Linked DNA regions of Gossypium hirsutum: region 1 is linked to region 2. A link is a contact called in public Hi-C data. All regions are on one chromosome and are shown on one strand. The core of a region is the stretch at or near the end of the contact, and the rest is flanking DNA. Distances in the headings are between cores, read along the strand shown. Region 1 holds the start of LOC107910298. Region 2 holds the start of LOC107910686 (dolichol-phosphate mannosyltransferase subunit 1).

What was found. A called contact is a pair of places that touch in the nucleus more often than the background predicts.
Region 1: a contact with region 2 is called in a Hi-C map of leaf, with 2.0 times the contacts expected there. The contact joins the promoter of LOC107910298 here to the promoter of LOC107910686 in region 2. A contact is called at or near these places in 2 of 34 Hi-C or Micro-C datasets (hypocotyl and leaf).

The regions. Positions count from the first base shown.
Region 1 is chrD02:24,527,268-24,529,967 of Gossypium_hirsutum_v2.1, reverse strand. It overlaps LOC107910298, which reads left to right and starts at 1,294. Exons shown (of 5, transcript XM_016838105.2): 1 at 1,294-1,595; 2 at 2,451-2,574. The coding sequence starts at 1,532.
Region 2 is chrD02:23,978,135-23,980,834 of Gossypium_hirsutum_v2.1, reverse strand. LOC107910686 (dolichol-phosphate mannosyltransferase subunit 1) reads left to right here and starts at 1,265. Exons shown (of 9, transcript XM_016838645.2): 1 at 1,265-1,694; 2 at 2,442-2,541; 3 at 2,643-2,676. The coding sequence starts at 1,522. LOC107910685 (1,4-alpha-glucan-branching enzyme 1, chloroplastic/amyloplastic) reads left to right here. Exons shown (of 15, transcript XM_016838642.2): 14 at 106-225; 15 at 314-712. The coding sequence ends at 514.

The sequences.
Region 1 (2,700 bases), core at 45-2,544, 550 kb before region 2:
ATAATAACTAATTCTATCAAATTACGAACTTAACTTAAACGCCTAAACAACTAGGGTGGTGTATACTCTACAGACCAAACTACTGAGCTCGCCAAACACAAGATTCCCCAGTTAGCGTATTCATAGAGTCTTATACTTAGTCAAAACTAATACCTTATTCAAAATTTACTTTAAAGACCATATCTCGATAAACAGTAACCGAATACTAGAACTTCATTGGGCGGGCAGTTACATATATAGTGATTAAGGACGCTTCAACAACCAATTCTTCCTTAATCGTAAATAATCGTGGGAACCACCCAACGATTAACCCTTATCGAATGAATAACCCCAAAAGACGCTTCCACGACTTAATCCGTCAGCAGCCTTGCAAACTAGAAGAATCATACTCTTGTTAACAATCTCAACTGCGTGGATCATTTAGATTAGATCACTTAATCCCACGACGTCACCCAACTGCACTACCAATTGAACCACACCAATTTGTTCATCGGTAAAGTAATTCAGCACCAAATTAGTTGTACCAATTGTGTATTGTTCCCAGCACTGTATAAAGGATCCTTCTTGACATGGAGCTAAAAACAATACTATGAGACGATCCTATCTATCTCTTGACCTGGAGAAAAAGCAAATACCTTAACGAGAAGGGTTAAATACGATTTCGGATCTCACAATTCAAATATCGAATTTTGGTTTACCTTTGGTTAGAAATTGATTTAGTTGCTCATAATAAAAGAAAATAACAAAGGAAATATAATTGAATAAAGCTAAAAAAATAAAATAGAAAAAGAAAAGAAAACGGTAGAAAGGCACAACGCCAAATTGAATAAAGCACATAAATATGTCAAGTTGGCACACTATCGATTGTTTAGGTTGATTTAACAATTTTAAGTGGATTCTCTGCCCAAAGCCATTCACTTTGCTCGGTTAAAACCAATTTCCAAGCATACAATGGGAGTTGTATAATATTTTGGTTGAATTAATTTAATTTTAGAACGTTGGATTATATCACACTCACGTGTGTAAAAGTAAAATCTTTTATGTAAAAATATATTTATAAAAATCTTAATAATAAATGTACAAATTTTCGTCAATTCCAGTTTGATTCTTGGACCTCGATTATTTTTTAGTGTTTTAAAATATTTTTAATTTATATAAAAATAAAAAATAAAATATTATTATAATAATATTTATAATTTTTTAAAATATTTTAAATTAAATTTATAATTCTTTCGATTAAATATATTAAATAAATTAATATTAAAATAACTTGTAGCACTGCATGACAGAATTGGAGTATTGGACTACAAATTCTGAACCAGCACAGAAACCCTCATGATGTCCCAGAACTGATAAATATCTATATTTCAGAAATATAAGTAAACAACGGGCGCCATAGAAGAAGTTAGGCCTGGCCCAACAACTTCCACCACAGGGCTTCTCAAAGTCAAAATCAACTTCCCTGCTTTCAATTCTCACCTGCTTCCTTTCCTTTGCATTTCTTTCTCTCTCTCTCTCTCTCTCTTACATTATGACTATCCTCTCTAATTCTTTGGTTTTACCCACAAGTCTTCCATTCCAATTATCTTCTTCTGGTAATATAATTCCTTTTCTTCATCTCTGTTCTTTTTTTCTTCTAATCTTGTTTTTTCTGTTCATTCGTTCTAATCAACTTTATTTTAAATGGAATATGATTCAAATTCTAAGTTCTAATGCATAATAAATTAATACTCTCCTCTTCTTTCTTGCTTAGGCCGTCGGATTTATTGCAGTAGCTGAAAACTTTTAGCTGCATTTAGTTCTACACTAGTCATTTCCATGATTTTTTTGGGTTCAAGACCCTGCTTAATTTTGATTGCCCTAAACTGTACTTGTTTTTTTTTTATTCAGTGAAATAAGATAGTGATGCAGAAAAAAAAATTGAAGGAATATGATCCATCTTCGTTGTATCTGTGGACTTTGATTAAATTTTCAATATTGAAGCTGTGGGAGGGTAGTAGAATAATTACAATAGGCCTTATTCGTTCTTTAAATTTGTTAGCATACTTATAAAATATTTGACTTGGTGTACCCTTAAACCCTGGGGAAATAACCGACTGCAAATGCTGTAAGCTAAAGATGAAAAGATAACGATTGGATTCGCTAAAGGTAATAGCTTGGTTGGAATTGATTGTTTGACATGATGCTCATGATTGTTTGTTTATTTTAGTTCAGCCGTTCAGATCTTTTACAACAAGAATCAGGGTTTTAGTGTTGATTCAGATTTTTAGATCATACCATCATTATCGTCATCATGTTCATGTCCGTTCTTTGAAATCAGAAAATTGGTTGTCTTTGCTCTTTATACAAACGCAAAACTAAACTAATATTAATTCTATTTTCTATTGTATGTCTACACCAAAGCTGTATCATTGTTTTGTTCCTTACTTTTTTTGTGTGTGTGTGTTTAGGCTCACATTTAAAGACAGCAGGGGGTGCTAGTCCCACAAACTTGTCATTCAATTGTAATGGCTTAGGAAAACTGCATCTTTCTTCCTCTAGAAGGCCAGTAGTAACAGTTCAAGCTTCCTACAGGTATCATCACTGATCACGTTCGGAGCACAAGAATGCATAATAGTACGTACAAGTAGTCCTGTAACTGGCACCTACTAATGAAAGCATTATCAACTAAATACTTAGGTTCTATGTTGATCCAACTTT
Region 2 (2,700 bases), core at 16-2,515:
AGGCTTATTATAGATTTCCAACCTTATATGGTATCATGGACATCGAATCTCCGCCTGTATCTACGGTCAACATGGACTGACAGATTTCTTACAAATTTTCCACAGGTTTATTATAAAGTGGATGAAAGTGTAGAAGAAACTAATGGTATCAATGTAATTAGTGTCAGTGAGACATTAGAAATGGATGCATCAAAGCAGAAGAATGCTGAGGAATCGGCTATCTTGGTAGGTGATATAATCTGTGGCTGTTTATATGGGCCCTGAGCCTAGGAATGAAAACTTGAACTGACAGATTGTTTAAGATTCTCCCCAGGTTGATCATGGAGATAAAGAAAATCCACAAGAAACTAATGACCGTGACACCGCCAGTTTCGATGAGGAATTGCAAAAAGATGGAGCAAAGCAGGAAAGTATTGAAGAACCAGCAGCTTCTGTGCTAGACAAAAAGATTGTGGGAAGTAAGTTAGATGAGCCGGAAGTGGAAGAGATGGAGGACAGAACCCCGGACGACTAAGCTTTTCGGCTCCTGCGCCAACCCTATGCGTAATAAGTGCTGGTTTTTGTTTTGTGAATAATAATAATAATAATAATAATAATAATAATAATAATGTGAGGAATGAGTAAGCAGGGGATTTAGTTTTGTTTGCAGTTTGTAAATTGTATGTAGACAACAACAGTATAGTCTGCTTAATTACTAGTTATTGCATCGAAATTCCCATGTCTGATCATGAGATTTCAACTTCAACGCTATGAGCTGAAATACTTCAATAAAACAAAGGTTAAAATATTAAATAAAATAAATAAATAAAACCCTGCACTTTACTAGTTTATTTATATAAATATGTATACTTTGTATACACTTAACTAAATCCTTAACCAACTTGTAAGTGGCAGACGTATTATAAGTTTAAGGAATTCATTTGTCTTTTTTTCCTCTACTTAAAAAATAGGTAAATTAATTTTTGTATATTAAATTAAAGAATAAATTAATTTTTTTATTAAAATTTTTGTACATTTATAACGCTAACAATTGGTGTAGTGATGGAATAATCAAAAGATCCGGTTTATTTTTTGATTTAATGTACAGAATCAATTTGTCCATATTTTAAGTGAAAGAATAAATGTAATCAGACTTTTAATATAAAAAATTCCCTAATACTTTTAGCCTTGTAAATCTTTTTCACTTTTTAGTTATATCTAAAATAAATCCTTAATCTTTAATTCATACCTACATAAACTTTCATTTGAAATAAAAAGTTGCCGTTATTTGGACCAGATAGGATTCTGCAAACTTTGAGTAAAATTCGAGGGATTTTTAGTATTTTAACCAATAAAAAATTCTCATTTAGCATTTTATTCTTTTGCAGCATTGTAGCTCAATTATGGGAGTCCGGCTATGAGATTAACCGAGTTGGTACCTTCTCGGTTGAAGCGGCCTGCTTTGTTCCTAGGCCTTAGCCCAATTTCAAGGTAGTCTAGCAAGCAAAAGTCAGCATCCCGATTCATCGTTGAAAAATTCAAATGAGAAATGAGTCAGCGAAACAAAAGAACACAGAAAATAAAGATTTAGGCCAAGGTATTTACACAGAAGAAGAAAAAATGGAGCAGAAGAACAAGTACAGCATAATAGTACCTACTTACAACGAGCGCCTCAACATTGCTCTCATCGTCTATCTCATCTTCAAACATCTCCGGTATTTCTCCCAACTTCAATTCTCTCTCCTTTAAAATTTTTTTTTTCTTTGATCGCTGAACTCTTAATTTTAGTATTTTTAACGTGCTCTATCGAGATCTGATTACATATCTCAAATTCGTGCTCTTTCTTCTGCCCCTCTTGTATTCATCGAGTTTATAAGTGGCGTCCCGTTCAGTATTTTCATTTTATGCAAATGATTTGAATTGGATAATGAGTATACATAAATATGACAATACTGTCATATTTAGTTTCTGTTTTCTGGAATAAATAAATTATCCGGCAATATATTGAAGCGCCTGTTGTTTTTATATAACTCTACACTTTCCCCCCGGATTTGGTGCCTATACATATGAATTAATTATACACTTAAACAGCCTTGTGAAATTAAACCGTAGGAGTTTAATCAATGATCCTATTTTTTGTCCTTTTAGTAGTATTCTTCTAGTCTTTGTAAATTCAAGTGGCTATATGTTAAAACTTCTCAAATTTTGATGTTCTTGGGGCCAAAGTTTTCACTACAAATCAGTACATTATTTGAATTAGTTTCCACCTTTCCCACTATGCCATTGCTTTGTGTCTGTCATGGGGCATAAAGGATTTATTTTCATATAAAATTAATGACAATGTAACTGGCCTAACACTCGCGAGATAAGTGTACCTACCTTAAAAACCTTTCCTCTTATACTGTGGTAGTTTGCAATATCTGTCATATTTATGTAACTACTTGTGATATTGCCTGGAGTAGGGATGTAGATTTTGAAATAATTGTTGTGGATGATGGGAGCCCTGATGGTACTCAGGAAGTTGTGAAACAACTGCAGAAACTTTATGGTGAAGATCGTATTGTAAGTTCCATTCTCATCTACCTTCAAAATTGGATCTATATGTAATCCGTCTTGCTGATCAATTCCTGTGCACCTCTGCTTCTGTTTCCTTACTGTTACAGCTATTGAGACCTAGACCTAAGAAGCTTGGATTGGGTAAGTAAGACCTATTCCCTTTCA